Linked DNA regions of Sus scrofa: region 1 is linked to region 2. Evidence: chromatin contacts called from public HiChIP or PLAC-seq data. All regions are on one chromosome and are shown on one strand. Each heading gives the region's core, a stretch centred on a gene start, on an enhancer-like site or on the middle of the called end of the contact. The rest is flanking DNA. Distances are from core to core; before and after follow the strand shown. Region 1 overlaps LOC110255832 (a long non-coding RNA gene). Region 2 overlaps MYCBP2 (E3 ubiquitin-protein ligase MYCBP2).

Region 1 (3,858 bases), core at 391-2,890, 150 kb before region 2:
CTGTCACCAATGAAATCTCACAGTTGTTTATTGTGTGACATTATTGCGGCAAAAGATAAATGATATACTCCATCCAATGGTGGTTAACGCCAAAATGGTCTTTTTTTTTTTTTTTTTTTTTTTATCGTATGACCGGCCTTTATTGTTTGCAATTGGAGGTGGAAGATGAAAGACAGCTTCGCTCCTTGGGCGGCCCCACAGACACGGTAACCAGAAATCACTTGGCGCGGCCCTACAAGCCAAAATGGTCTATTCAATCTCCTTTTTCAGTCTTGCCATCTTCCTCTAATTCTCTTTTCCTATGCTCAAATAAGCGCAAGAGAAGAGCAACACACACCCACCACCTAAGCAGATTGTCAAGAACTGTGAAGAGTCTGAGACTTTCCCTTACTCGCAAACTAACAACTTAGCCTGCCAGTATCAAAGATGTGGTAGAAAATCAAGACTCCTGAATCAGAGAAGAAGAGTAGTTTATAAATCAAAGCAAGAGTGTAGCCACAGTATCATTAATTTTGTGCTGATTCCCCAAGCCCCAATTCCCCCAGGGAGTCATGAAGAGGGCCAGATGACACCTGGATATGAAATGAGTTGTAATTCAGGAGAGGAATGTCAAGTTTAGAGAAGCCACATCTCTTAAGACAAGTACCTGTTGAGGTTGACCTTTGCTCCATAAGGAGACATCTTCATGAGATGTGACAATAAGCATTCTTGCCTTTCTCTTGAGAAACACACTACCCCTAACTGCCAAAGCTGTTTGCTGTACAAACATCCTCAAAAAGATAGACCAGAACAAAGGGTCATCCATGCCTCACTTGTCAGACAAGCAGATATGTGAGAGACTCATGAAGAATGAGAAGAATTTCTATAAAAAGACTTTAAGAAATTGGAAAAAAAAAAAAAGAATTTCTTCCAGCAGAGATAGCTGTCTACCAGGAAACAAAATGCCAAATTGGGAGTTCCCATCATGACTCAGAAGTTAACAAACCTGACTAGCATCCATGAGGATGCAGATTCAATCCCTGGCGTTGTTCAGTGGGTTAAGGATCCGGCATTGCTGTGAGCTGTGGTGTAGGTTGCAGAAGCAGCTCGGATCCTGTGTTGCTGTGGCTGTGGCACAGGCTCTAATTCACCCCCTATTCTGGGAGCCTCCATAGGCCATGGGTGTGGCCCTAGAAAGACAAAAAAGAGACAAAAAATAATGCTACTCTCTTCTTCAAGCCAGTTATTCCCAATTTTTACAAGAGATTCTCTTGGTTCCTCTCCTCCCCACTGCTTCCTCCAGGCTCACAATTCCCAGTTGTCTTTTGTCTTTTATTATCTTGATTCTTTGTTGTTATTATCTTATTTTTGTTTTTAGGGCCACGCCTGTGGCATATGGAAGTTCTCAGGCTAGGGTTTGAACTGAAGCTGTAGCCGAGGCCTATGCCACAGCCCCAGCAACGCCAGATCCAACTGGCATCTGCGGCCTATGCCACAGCTTGCAGCAACGCCGGATCCTTAACCCACTGAGCTAAGCCAGGGATTCAATTGCATCCTCATGGACACTATGTCGAGTTTTTAATCCACTAAGCCACAACAGGAACTCTGACTCAGTCTTGTGTAGACTGGAAAAGGGTAGAAGGCACCAGTTATTTCAGATCCACTTCTGTGGCCTCTAAGCAATTTGAGCCCAATTCTTAGGCAATAAGAAAAGACTCCATTCTGTTAAAAATGGACTATATTACTCAATCAGTATTTGGAGGCTCAGTTTAGCTGTATGCTCAGTCAGTATCTCCTGGAAATAATGCAAGCTGGCAGAAGAAATCTGACAAAATTTCACAGCCGCACAAATTTCTATGTGACACAAAGATGTGTACTATTGGAACTTGGCAGCGGATGTTGTATGAAGAAGTCTTGCAACAATATTAGATGAAGAGGTTCTTTTGAGACTATACCAGATTCCACGTAATATTATGCAACCTACAAGGCCAAGAACACTTAGAAGTGGATTCAGCAAATGACTCATATTCTTTTTGTCAATGACATCTGAAATTTAACAGGCAAGTCGTAGATATTTGCAACTTTGCAACCATCTAGTTCTTTATTGCAACCAATAAAGGCTTAATATCAATAATATATGAGATTCCTCAGTATCACTGAGAAAATACTGGGCAATTGTTGTTGTCATGGAGATGCATTATTCAGACCTTCCTCCAAGAGAAACTGTGTCTAGAAGTGTGCTTGGCAGAAAGCTGCAACATCTTTGGATCCATGGCAATATTTATACCAAGCCAGGCTCCCCAGGTCAGCTCCCAGCCAGTGATTCTGCATGGCAGAGGCACTAGGGCTCGAAGATTCCCACCCAACCCAAGGCCCCTCCGACAGGCATTCGTTGCTCTGGGACTCCCCTTGGCCTGGCTGACACTCTCAGGGCTGCACTGCAATGAGGGACTTCTCCCTAGTCATCTTTCTGCCTTCTCTCCTTTCACAGGTGTCAGGGGCTTTCACTATCTATTCCTAAACACTTTCATCTTTTTAAAAAATATTCATATATTTTTAACTTCAAGATTTGAAGGTAACAAATAGGTATGATTGGGTCACTTTGCTTTTGACCCAACATTGTAAATCAGCTATACATTAATTAAAAAAAAAATGGAGTTCTGACTAGCATCCATGAGGACACAGGTTTGATCCCTGGCCTAGCTCAGTGGGTTAAGGATCCAACATTGAATTGATCTGTAGTGTAGGTCACACTTGCAGTTCAGATCTGGCATTGCTGTGGCTGTGGTATAGGCCAGAGGCCACAGCTCTGATTCGACCCCTAGCCTGGGAACCGCCATATGCCATGGTTATAGCCCTAAAATAAATAAATAAATAAAAATTTTAAATATAAAGAAATGTTTAAATATTTGAAGGTAACCACAATTTTTTTGTGGCCCTCACAACAATAAATCCAGAGCAAAAAAATGTAAATGTGACAGCTTTACATCTCAGCACAAATAAATCTTAAGTCAACTGCCAAAATGGATGCTGTTCTTAAAAGATAATGTAACAAATCAATGAGGCACTTCTCAAAGCGGTTGCAGGTAAACCATCACCTTTCCCACCGCAGCCTGGCAAATACTACACCCACTACAGCACAGACAGCCAAAGCAATAGCAACACAAGTTTCACTGCATGAAGGAGAACCAGAAAGAATCCTCCCTTCCCCCATCACAACCCACTAGCAGGTCATCCTTTTCCCATAAAGTTTGTCATGCAATTAATAACCAGTGTCTCTGAATAGGTCCCTCTTGGCCCTTGCTTCCTAGAAGCCGCAAACTAACAAAGAACTCCCTGCCAAAATAGCAAGAGTTTTAAACAGGTAATTCATTACAAAGGAAATGTTAAGTTAGTATACAAAGACACACATACACACACCTAACAAAAGTAGGAAAGACAGGGTGAAAAAAAATCTACTTCCAATATATGAAACTACAGACCTGCTGCAGAAAGAAAATGAAATTAAGATTCAGAAAAGAAGGACGTCCATCTTAAAAGCAAGGCTATTTATGTACCGAAAAAAAGAACTCTCAAGATCAGTGGTCTAAGCACTCACAATGGTTAACATTTACTGAGCTCTGCTGTATGAGTTTCTAGGAATTAACTCACATCAATTCTGTGAAGCAGGTGCTACTCATGTCTTCACTTTAGAGATGAGACATGGAGGGACAGAGATTAAGCAACAGGCCCAAGTTGTTTAAAAGAATTTACTCAAACTCAAGTAAATAGTTGTATGCTTACATGGTTTACAAACTGTAATTTTAAATGCTGTTTTAAAAAACATGATGGGAGGAGTTCCCGTCGTGGTACAGTGGAAATGAATCCGACTAGGAACCA
Region 2 (3,775 bases), core at 354-2,853:
ATGTTAAGAAAGTAGGAGAGAAAGACTATCACATTGTTGAGTGTGATTTACAATAATTTCATGTTGATTTTAACCGAAAAGATACTTATTTTTTTCTAATGGATTGAAAGTACACTCTATGACATACTTGATTTATCTTGGAAAGAGTGATTTAAGACCCCTTTCCACCCTGAGATTTTATGACTTTATGAAATCAGTTAAATCTGTAATGTTTCTGTAATGCAGTGTAGAATGCAGATTTCACGCTCAGAGAGTAACAAGTTGTTTTTGATAACGTAATCATAGCAAACGATTTCCTGATTTTACAGATGAGCTTGAAACACTATGAAAAAACTGGAACTAGATCCCAAATTGTTTGATTTCCTAGTTGCCAGGATAGCCAAGAGGGTCATTGGTCACGACCGGCCCTCTGATGAGATTGAGTGCATCTTGCTCTCTGTGGACCGTGGGCTGAAAGATATGAGGATGGTAAAAGAGATAAATAATGTTCATGTGAGATATCTGATTAAATTATTCATCTTTCCCCCTTTTTTTCTGGAAGAAAATATTTTCCCATTAGTCTTTCAAAGAAATCTGTAATTTCTTATTTTGAAAGTTCTTTATTAATAGTGTTTGGAATTTCTTGTCTTCACTTCTGAAATCAAGTACTATAGAAATTGTAAAACTGCACAGGAATATTTGGTGTAGAATTCCATGTTGGATGTACAGAAAGAATTTTAGTAGAAATAGATTTGTGTAGACTCTTTCTCAGTTGTTTTGCCTTTAAACATACCAGAAATAATAATTATCTCAGTTTGGAATCTGGTCTTGTAGAAAAAGCTTTTAAAACAGGAAGAGGTTTTTTTTCTGGCATACATGACTGTTATTGAAAAAGTAAATTAAAGGATAAATGAAAATGACTCAGGGTTAATAAAAAAAAAACCTTGTAAATAAATATGTGGTACTTTTATACGATACCCAGTGACTAATAATTTTAAAAAGGACTTGTAAGTGAAAAGTAGATAGGATGACTCCACATACAGCTGGATATATATGTAGACAGAGGCTCAAGTCTGAATTTTAAGTGTCGTCTCGAAAGACAGGATCTTGCAGTTGAGTCTTATGTGAAGGAAAATGAAGCAATATCTTAGAGCCTCTTCTTTTCCTGTGTCGTAGAATGAAGAGAACATCTCAGGGATGACAAGCTTCCGTGAAGTTCTCGAGAAAATGCTGGTTATTGTGGTGCTCCCGGTCCGGAACAGCCTGAGGAGAGAGAACGAGCTCTTCTCCTCCCACCTGGTCTCCAACACCTGTGGGTTACTGGCCAGTATTGTCAGTGAGCTGACAGCATCAGCCCTGGGATCTGAGGTAATGGTATATTTTGATATTGGATAATGAGCACATGTTTAAACTCTCTGCATTCTTTCTTTTTTCATGTATTTTGGTTTTATAGAAACTAATTTTCATTAAGAAAATACCTTCAAGCTAGATGGGGTTTTTCTCCCCTTCCTTACACCTCTCCTCTGCTCTTGTTTCTTCTCTCTTACCAGTTCTTCCCAGGATGTTGCAGTAATACAAAATATTGCAGTAATGTAAAATACACATTTTCCCCTTCACTGCCCCATTGCACAACCCATCACCATGTCCCAATAGAAGCAAAGAGAGTTCTCATTGCTGGGTAATGAGTGGTAGAAGTAGGACGACTAATAATGAATATGTGGTATGGAAGAGGCAAAGAGGTTCAAACCTGAGCTCTGTCCACTTAATCAACCCTAGGGAAACACACATGTAAAATGGGAATAATAATTTTTATCTGATCTATATCACAGAGTTTTTTTAAATTATAGTAAATTAGGTAACAAAATATCATAATCATGTTTATGTGTACAGTTCAGTGGCATTAAGTACGTCCACATTGTTATGCAGCCATTCTCAGAAAGTTTTTAAAGGATCAAATATTAATATGTTTGACAAGGATAAAATGGGATCCTGCTGTATAGCACTGGGAACAATATCTAGTCACTTGTGATGGAACATGATGGAGGATAATGTGAGAAAAAGAATGTGTATATGTATGTGTGGCTGGGTCACTTTGCTGTAGAGTACAAATTACAGAACAGTGTAAACCAACTATAATGGAAAAAATAATCATTAATAAAAAAGAAAAAGACACGTACTCTATGTTAACACTTATCTGTGAAATCTAAAAAATAAATGTATCTAACAAAACAAAAACAAATATGTTTGATAAAACTACTTTGAAGCATTTTAAAATGCCTTTACATTTTTGTAACTATTTTTCACCATTTCACCGCCCTGCTCATTCAGTTTTATAATTTATCTAAATGTCTTGACTGAATTTGATGAATGTTTCTAATATTTTCTAATGTTTCTAATGTTTTTTCTCCTGGAAAAGTAGACAGTAGATTGGTTTTGAAAATCATGTTATATTGGAGTTCCCGTTGTGGCTCAGTGGTTAATGAATCCGACTAGGAACCATGAGGTTGCGGGTTCGATCCCTGGCCTTGCTCAGTGGCGTAAGGATCCAGCGTTGCCGTGAGCTGTGGTGTAGGTTGCAGACGCGGCTCGGATTCCGAGCTGCTGTGGCTGGTGGTGTAGGCCGGCGGCTACAGTTCCAATTAGACCCCTAGCCTGGGAACCTCCATATGCCACGGGGGCGGCCCAAGAAATGGCAAAAAGACCAAAAAAAAAGAAGAAGAAGAAGAAGGAAAATCATGTTATAATGTGAAATATATCATTCAAGTGAATGCTCAGTAACTAGCTTGTACTCATTGGCCTCTCAGGTCTCTTGTTTGTCAACGAATGTCTTTTCTCTGTTTACTTTTATAATTCCTGTTCTTTGCTTTTTCTTCCTTATTGATTTATTTCAGAATCTATTCTTAATCTGTTCAGTCTACACTCATTACCGATTTGTAGTGAAAGTTTAGCCTATAGTATTTCTAAATGATTACACGAAGCTGAGCAGCTTGTAGTGTCTTAAGCTCTGGCCTAGGAGGTGAAACCCTTGTCAGAACATTTAAATTTTTTTGTCACTTATTCATTCAGTCTATAAGATGTTTCCCTTCTGTACTAGATCCCAGAGGAAAAGATCTGTCCTGCAAAAGTTCCCGTCAGAAATTGACTATCTAGTTATTCCCTGTGAACTTAACTTTTCTAATGAAAAGGGATGCCCCAAATTACATATGCCTAATGTATAACCTTGGGAGTTTCTAAAGGTCCTTATTTAGATATCCATATATCTCTCTTCCTCAGAGAAGTTTATAATTCTTGCTAGAGTCATTAACTTTAATTTTTTCCTCTTGTAGGTCTTCCAAACATCTGGAGCCAACTTAGATCAGAAGCAGGCTCTATAATTAAAAAGAGAGGTTTCAAACCAAAATAAGTACTCTGATCCTCTCTAGTCAGAGTCTGTAATTAATGAGGTTGTACACACATGTGCATATGTGTGTACTTTCAAATATTGACTGCCAAGTTATACATTAGTGGTATTCAAACTTAAGGCACAGAACATTTTTTGCAATGAATTCTCAATTCCCAAACTCACAGATAACAGGAGGGATGGTCTGAATGAGGACAGGAACTTTGAGTCAACCTCTTTTTTGAATTTCTCTGTCCAAAATTCCTAGACTTCTCTGCAACATGGTCTGAAAGCTATTAGTCTATATATTGATGAAATTTCTGGTAACTCATTACAAAGTGAGTGATACGTCATTCATATGATTGTGATAACTTATGTCTATACCTCTGTTTATACTTCTTAATGTTTATTCTTTCT

Evidence for each region. HiChIP or PLAC-seq counts read pairs in DNA pulled down with a chosen protein or histone mark.
Region 1: an H3K27ac HiChIP or PLAC-seq map of alveolar macrophages shows a contact between it and region 2. The contact joins two enhancer-like sites. A contact is called at or near these places in 1 of 47 Hi-C or Micro-C datasets (epiblast stem cells) and 1 of 2 datasets of contacts at active chromatin or transcription factors (alveolar macrophages).

The regions. Positions count from the first base shown.
Region 1 is chr11:49,452,548-49,456,405 of Sscrofa11.1, reverse strand. All of the region lies in intron 1 of LOC110255832 (a long non-coding RNA gene), which reads right to left. Among named protein-coding and RNA genes, the nearest start is that of MYCBP2, 22 kb to the right of the region's middle. Within about 2 kb of position 1,640, at least 3 of the 83 cell types and tissues checked have an H3K27ac peak or open chromatin away from gene starts, as enhancers often do. A contact at or near this core is called in alveolar macrophages, where this site is marked.
Region 2 is chr11:49,302,894-49,306,668 of Sscrofa11.1, reverse strand. MYCBP2 (E3 ubiquitin-protein ligase MYCBP2) reads left to right here. Exons shown (of 85, transcript XM_021065752.1): 34 at 1,156-1,347. Among named protein-coding and RNA genes, the nearest start is that of MYCBP2, 130 kb to the left of the region's middle. Within about 2 kb of position 1,603, at least 2 of the 83 cell types and tissues checked have an H3K27ac peak or open chromatin away from gene starts, as enhancers often do. A contact at or near this core is called in alveolar macrophages, where this site is marked.